Linked DNA regions of Oryzias latipes: region 2 is linked to region 1. A link is a contact called in public Hi-C data. All regions are on one chromosome and are shown on one strand. The core of a region is the stretch at or near the end of the contact, and the rest is flanking DNA. Distances in the headings are between cores, read along the strand shown.

What was found. A called contact is a pair of places that touch in the nucleus more often than the background predicts.
Region 2: a contact with region 1 is called in a Hi-C map of embryo, with 1.6 times the contacts expected there. The contact joins the enhancer-like site here to the promoter of nr4a1 in region 1. A contact is called at or near these places in 5 of 5 Hi-C or Micro-C datasets (embryo, fibroblasts and gastrula embryo).

The regions. Positions count from the first base shown.
Region 1 is chr7:22,180,313-22,184,224 of ASM223467v1, forward strand. nr4a1 (nuclear receptor subfamily 4 group A member 1) reads right to left here and starts at 1,472. Exons shown (of 6, transcript XM_020704862.1): 1 at 690-1,472; 2 at 457-586; 3 at 50-213. The coding sequence starts at 1,472.
Region 2 is chr7:22,226,364-22,230,356 of ASM223467v1, forward strand. LOC101154951 (diacylglycerol kinase alpha) reads right to left here. Exons shown (of 24, transcript XM_004070884.4): 2 at 2,338-2,441; 3 at 1,901-1,977; 4 at 154-283. The coding sequence starts at 2,413. Among protein-coding and RNA genes, the nearest start is that of LOC101154951, 8.8 kb to the right of the region's middle. Within about 2 kb of position 2,403, at least 2 of the 8 cell types and tissues checked have an H3K27ac peak or open chromatin away from gene starts, as enhancers often do. A contact at or near this core is called in embryo, where this site is marked.

The DNA of each region.
Region 1 (3,912 bases), core at 222-2,721:
GTATACAAAAACAGAACTACAAAAAAAGAGGAACCCTGCTTTGGCTTACCTTAGAGTAATCCAGATTTCCAACAGCAGGGTTTGAGTCAATGTGGGCCCTGACCAGCGACGCAATCATGCTCACTGGGGATACAATGGGAGTGGCATCTTTGACACCTTTAGGCTTCGATGGTAAGCGACCCCTCCGTCCTTTCAGGCTATCCGTTCTAACAACTGTAGAAAAAGGTGACATCAAGTGTTAGTCTCAAATTATTCATCTTCCCTGAATCTCTCTTCTCTATATTTGCTATGAAAGCAGACTCTTGTTTAAGGAAAAGAACAGTCCAATTGAACATTTTAAAGCTTGATGTAGAATCTATCATGTTTCATTTATGCTTGATATTAATGTTGCCATTAGCTTTAGAGTTGTTATTTTCAATAATATGATAGTACAATGAGGTATTGTACTTTGCATACCTTCTCTGACCATTCCCACTGCCAGACACTTCTGGAAGCGACAGAACTGGCATCGATTTCTCCTCCTCTTGTCCACAGGGCAGTCTTTGTTGGCAAGGCAGACATACTTGGAATTTTTCTGAACTGTGCGCTGTGAAAAAGAAAACAGTAGAGGAATTAGTTATTTTACCTTTTAAATTGCTATGTTTCTATGAAGCGACTAAGCCACTATGGACTGGTTTGTCTTTTCTTACCTTGAAAAAACCCTTGCATCCCTCACAGGTGCGGACCCCATAGTGCTGACAGGAGGCATTGTCTCCACAAACAGCGCAGCCGCCCTCACTTCCACTTTTCAGCTTGGGCGATAGACTTCCATCCCGCTGTTCAGCACTGTCGAGACAAAGGGCCTGTTCCATCCCCATAGCGGGAAACTGCATCGCAGATGGGTGAGGTTGAGATGCGGCAAAGGGTTCCTGCTCTCGGAAAAGTGCCTGACCCAAATGAGACATGTCCTCCACAGAACCTGAGCCAAACATGAAAAAAGATGGAGTATGTGGCCCTGAGGTGTCCTCAGTCATCCAGTATCCTTGACCAGGGGAATATGGCCCAAAAGCTGAATCCCAGTTAGACACATTCTGACTCTGGAACCCAGGAGTCGAAGGAGAAGAGGCGGACGCGGGGCTGCCAAAGTAATCCGAGCCACTGGGAGACACAGCCTCATCTGGGTAACTCAGAGTGAACGCTCCAGGGTAGCAGCCATAAACTTGGAGCTCGTCCAGCTTGAAGGGGCTTTCCTGGCCTGACGCTGAAGGTACATGGGCAGGGGTTGTAGTGAACTGGCATGAGTACGCATCAAAAGATCCCGTAGGTGTGCCCACCAAGGAGCCGATGCTTGGCAGGGACGGAGTAGAGTGGTGCTCCAGGGAGCCACTCATGTCAACGGCCAGCCTGGAGAGAAAGTCTGCATTCTGAAGCTCAGAGCTGCTGAAACTGCTCTCAGTGGGCTGACGTCCATGTCGGGGGTGTACGCAAGTCATGACTGTGAGACTGAGAGAGAAATGAACATGTTAGCTTGGATTTTAGGTCTTCAATGAGCTTTCAAGAACAAGCTTCCACTCCAGAGTGAAATGTTATACATAATGTATACACACAGCTCAGTGGAGCAGCTTATTGTCAATCCTTAAGATCCTGATTCAATTCCTGTGTCTACCAATGGAGCATCAGTATTTGGCTTTTCAAACTTCAATTTATACAAATGTTTTACTGATATATCAAATAAAAAAACCAAGAGTACCATAATTACTGCTGCTGTCATCTTTGTATTGAAAGTATTGTTTATCACAACCCTTTGACACAGTATCTCTGTAATTTAAGTGAATATTTTTAACTTGAATTTTCATGTTTCTTCCCTGTCAACCTCCATTTATAAGAAAATCCTAGAAAGTCGTGCTTGTTTGTTGGAGCAGTCATCAAATCCCACTTTATCATTTCTCATTTCCTAGTAATTATAGTAACGCCTGAAAAGTGCAGCGGGGTTGACTTTCACTCTGGAGTACACTGCCAAAACACGCATGTGCAAAATTAAACCAGCAGACTACTAACTTCAGAAGACTTCATCGACTTTTTAAACACGTGAAGCGATTTCAAAAAACATTAAACCGCATATGTGCGTGCAGCTGTAAAAGTCAGATGATTTGTTTTCCGTTCAAAAATAAAAATAAAGCAGTTCAAATAAACACTATAGGATTGATTTACTAAGATGCTTCTTACCTGTCTAGTCCGTTAAAGTATTTTTGTGAATTTTCTCCACTTTACGAGCGACCGTCTCTCATGATCAGCGTCTCCCAGCTGACAGGTTCTCCGTCCGGCTCCTCTGGTCCTCCCCGCCTCTCTTATACTTTTGCTCTAGCGTAGCACTGTCCATGACGTCATTTTCCATGCGTGTCAAATGAGTGGGCGGGAGATTTCCATGGTGCAGCCAATCACAGCACCTTTCGAGAGAACAGCGCTTTTGTGACGCACTACGGGATTCCGTTGACGCTCGTACGCCCAGAACCGCAGCTTTGTCCGACTTGACAGACACGTGCGCACGGGCGCGCGCTACTGATATCTAGGTAAAACAGAGTAGATCTGAATAAAAGTGGGAGGTTCTATTTAGCAAGTGTTTATTAACATTGAGCAAATGGAAATACAGGGATCTAACCCCTTTAATAACAATAACTCAGTTACTTAAAAAAACGCCTAAGTTTGGGTCAATTCAATTGCAAGTAAAAGCAAGAATAGAAAGCCCTGTACAAAACATTTAAGAAATTGTTCCCTCACATTAACAATTACCATATTATGCACACAATGTAGCATTCTGTAACCACAATGTAGCATTTTGTAACCACAATTTGACATTATATGGGCACAAGAACATTTTATTAGCGTTTTGTAGCCACACAAATTAAAGTTTTGTGTGCCACAAATTAGCATTTTTTTGAGCACTTAATTAGCATTTTTGTTGCCACAAATGAGTATTTAATGCTACAAATTATTAGTGGGTATTGATACAAAAATACTAATTTGTGTGGACAAAAGGCTCAGTTCACTGTGCTAAAAAAAAAGCTAATTTCTGTCCACGAAAAATGAATTCATGCTCACAGAATAATAAACTGTTGCGACATTGCAGAGATAAACATTTTATATGGGGGAGGGGGCGACTTTAGAAGTGTGACAAATGAGAACACGGGCAAAAGAACATATCTTAAACAGTTTCCTTATTCTTACTGTTGTTAATATTAAAACAGCAGTTCTTTTAGCTGAGGTGCCATTAATAAAGCCTAAAGAATCTTTTAGGATTTCTTAATATTTGTCAACAATGATACTTATATTGAGTCAAGGATTTGGGGGGGGGGGCAAGGCTTTCTGCTGTAGGGCGTACCTGACCTCCTAAGCTCCAACCCTGCCCAAATTATTATTTTGAGGGAACAATTCTTTTTTTAGGCTCAGTACAAGAACAATCTAAATAGCCATGTCAATACTGCATAGCTTCAAACATCAAAATAACGTTAAAGTGTTGAAGCAAAAGAACCCCGACAGGATCAATAGGTTATCATTGCTGCTGTTGCAGGTTTCTGTTTGAACTAGCCTGTGCTTGCTGGATTTCAGGTTTAAGTGGCCGAATCATTTTTGGCTTCCTAGCAAACAGTAAAGGGCAGGGGGGTTGACTTTCATCCATGGCAAACGCCCCCTCTTAAATCACAAATGCTAAACAACATTTAAAACGTCTTCAGAATTTACACCCACATGCACCAAAGTTGTGGAGTTTGGGTTGTCCTGGCATTCACAAATGAACATACTGCAAATTTAGGGTAGAAACCTCTTCACGATGAGAAAGGGGCAAGCAGTGAGTCACAGCTGTGGCCTCCAGAGATGTGATTAAGGCCCTTAGACCTGATTATGTGCTGCTGTGTTTTGTGGTTTTATTTTGTAGCC
Region 2 (3,993 bases), core at 1,153-3,652, 47 kb after region 1:
TTGAGGAAACAGAGAAGGCTGTGAATTATCCGGTTACCATATCTGATGCTAAATGGGCATGCCGTGATGAATTGAGACTAAGCTGATAAGGGCCTGCTGTAAAATTAAGGAAGTGATTTATGAGAAAACGTGGCAGAGGTTTCAGAATCTCACTGTTTGTTTGTTCCTGAGTGGATTCGGAATTCTGGAAGGAGCGGAAGAGCCGCTGGCAAAGATCTGCAGGCAAGTCTTCCCCTTCTAAATAGGTCTTCAGGAACAGTCGAAATCCTTCTTCATTGATGCACTGTGGGGTGAAAAAACGGATGGGTTGATGCTTTTTGTTTACTTCGAATTTACAAACAAGTGAAATAAAACCTCTGAGCAGCCTCGCTGTGACAGTCCTCAAAACTTCTGCTTTTCTTTTCACATAAACCTTCGCTGGAAATAGGGGAAGACTGACAATTATTTTATTGCAACCACATGTGAAGCAACAGCGGAGTTTTTACCCCTTTTCACAAGTGGTTTATATACATACATATATGTATGTAAGTAGGTATGTCTCTGAAGCCTTTTATAGACCCACTCTGATAAAAATTGTGTTGTTAGTGATTTTAACATGTTCTTGTGGCATTTTCTCTTGATGGAGGACATGTATAAAGAAAATTAAGCTTAAATTTGCGTTTTTGAGTTTTTCTTTTTTGAAATTGTTGTGAATAAGGAGCAGATGAAAAAATGCCTTCTGAAAAAGCTTGTAGCTGCGACATAGGAGTTACATTTAGCAGATCACAAGCTAGATCCATGTCTGTCTTCGTTTTCCTCATCTAACCTAATAACTATACAGTTGGATAACTCCTATGTTGCTTGACATTTTTGTTGCACCTAGCGGGAGAGTGGGGCAGGCTTTTCTCCACATCAACAATCCCGCCCACGTTTCAGAGGCGAAATCTGCTCTGCAGAAACTACGTCCTAGAAAAAAAAGAACAGGTTTTATACTCTGGCAAAAAAACAGCACCATCCTAATAAAAACTCCACTGGGAAGGCTTTTAAAATACCGTAAATCAAACGATGATCAGAGTGGGACTTGAAATAGCTGCAGGATTTTTCTGACATTAGTAAATAAATAAATAAGCCAAATTCCAGCCCATCTGTTTGGATCGACTGAATCTCAGAAGATGACATGCTGCAGGGCTAACAAGAAGCACTCCCTCGATAATAGTGAACCACAAACCCATTTCATGTTGATATTAGTCCATTTCCCTGGCTAATACCTTGCAGAAATGCTACAGTAATATTTAGACACATGAAAGCATCTTTGGTTATGACAGACAAAAAAAGGAAATGTAAAAAATGCTTTAAGTACGGTATATCTTAAATAGTTTTACTTTGTCATTTCCATAGACCTTTTTGCTGACGCCCAATGGTGCAAATATGCATCAAACCACTTCTGCTCTAAACTTGACTTAATTTAGCAATACATGAATCCAAAACCATAAGTGATTTCTTTTTTCATAGCTGGAAATAAATTCAGGAGTCAAGGAGTTAACAAAGATTATTGTGCCAAAGGATTATTTGAAATTTGACTTATTTCCTGCAATAATTGTTTTAATTGTTGGACACTGATATATAGTTTTATCTCTTTTAAATCCTATTTCTGCATATGTGGGACAAAGATTCTGTTTAAGCATTCATTTGTATTACTGTGTGGGCAAATCTAAGATCGCACCACATGTTTCTATCCCTGCTTATGCGCCACAGCTTACTCAGAGTGATCAATAAGCTGGAACCTGACTGAGCAGTTAATTACTCCACAAAGCACATGAATCACTTTCTTGATTCACAGCTATTTTTTGCTAAGTTGATCGCCTTGTGTGTGAGTCAGTTTTCCAGGAGTGGGCCGTAGCAGGACACGCCGTTCCCTCACCTCTCCGTGTCTGTGCTGGGCAAGGCTGCCGTCTGCATCAAATTCCCTCAGCACGTCTTTCACCTTCAAGCTGCAGTCTGGAGGCAGAGAACACACGGGTCAAACAGGGGAACACGTGTCCTCGTGGAACAGGAGTACTTAGCAACATTTTTATCCTTCAGAGATTGTTTTCAGTCTCTGTTTGTGCGACCTTTGTGGTGCATTTTACTACAACATGCAGTGATCTCTTTATTTAGAGCACAGCAAAACCTGTGCGTGCTTATCCGGCATGAAAATGATCCCAAAATAAATAGATAAATAACAAACGTGATAGACTGCTGCTGCTTGGATATGAAAAACCATGAGCGACTGTAAATGAGTGTGAGTGGGTGGAAGTGTGAGTGTGGGGAGGGATGTTAAGTGCTGCAGAAGCTGCCTGCCCGCCTGTCTGTACTCACATTCAATGTACTGTTGCAGCTGGATAAAGTCGACAGGGTTCAGTTCCTTCACCTCTGGGTTTGTGGGGGTGGACATGGTGCTTGCTTCTGCACTAACCGCCTGCCTGTGTGTACGCACAGACGAGAGGAGCAGTTGATGTAGACGGAGTGAAAAGAGGAGGTGGGTGCAGAGTAGCCTGCCTCTTTGTAAAACATAAAAGAAGCAGGCTACTCTGCTGTGAGCAAGAGATAGCATCTTCCATCTTGCTCTGCAAAAATCCACATTTGTAGACAGGAAAAAAAAAATCCACATTTAAAGTTTGCGTTAAGCAGAAAGTTATATATAAAACAAGTGTGCGTGAGAGGATCTCTTTGATTTTTTTTCAATGAGTCCTATTCCTTTTTTTTTTTTTTAATATGATGCATTTTTGCAGGCATATGCACGCTTCCACTATGCTTGTTGGAACTAGGTTTGTCTAAACCTCATGATACTTCACCTCTTGGGATTTGCTGCACCCAAATTATGTTTTCAATGTTTCCATTAGCCCATTTCCGCCCAATAATAACATTGCAGTAATAGGAAGACGTTGGTTTGTGCAAAAGAGAGCAGATTTAAACTGCAAAACATGAGTGACAGCCAAATGTTAAAATAACCAAGCTGGCCTGTCAGGCTGTCGGGGGGCCTCCCCTTCTGAAAAAAGGAAGACACTTAAATGTCATCAGAGGCTGCAAGGGAAGATATTTGAATCTAACATGAAGAGTGAACTCCTAAGAGCAATAAGAAAATGACCTGCAGGACCGGCTTGTTATGAATGCTTTCAACGGCTGCTAAAGTGTCGCTAAGGCATAATGGGAGCAGATTGTGTCAAGACAGCAACACGGCCAGATAAATACAGAGCTTATTAGTCATTGAGGAAAGTAAAAACACATTCTTTGGAAAGTGAAAGATACTATCTGAATTTGTTCAATTGCGCTGCTGCTGCAGCTGCTGATGTGTGTCAATAAACTAGTCCAATTACAAATGCACTGATTGATTCTTGCAGAAATGATCAAATATTTAATGGACTAACAATCATTTCGGGGCAGTCATCTGACGCAGTAAACGCATTTTTTTTCCCATCAGCTCTGCGATAACAAGTATTAGGATGAATCCTTCCCTGACTGAATAATGTATTCCTCTCTCAATCAAAATAGCCTAGACTTGTGGCTGAGTGCATCTCAGTCTGTCCAAAGGAAGACTTATGACAAAAGCAAGCCTAAACTAGTGGTCCATTACTAGATACAATTACGCCACCTAACATGAAAAGCATTACCACAAAGTACAAAGTTCACTAACAGATGAAATGTACGGTAGCCCTCAAGTCCAAATTACACCAACCAATGCAAATCAAGGCAAAAACGAAGTAACCCTTGTGCTATCCTAGGCCCTTTAACATTGAGAGTTGAGTCATCTAGACCCCACAAGACACTTTCTTCAATGATTTGTGATCTTTCCTGGTGTCCATGGATTACATGAAATCTTTCCACCTTTCTCCACCTTTGTCTTGGTAGGGAGAACACGTCAATGTAAGGGTGGGGTCATCTAAGATAGCACAAGGGTTAAAGACCACAAAAACAATTCAAAAAGCAAAACAAAGCATAAAACATTATGTAATAGAAATCAAAATAAAATTCCAC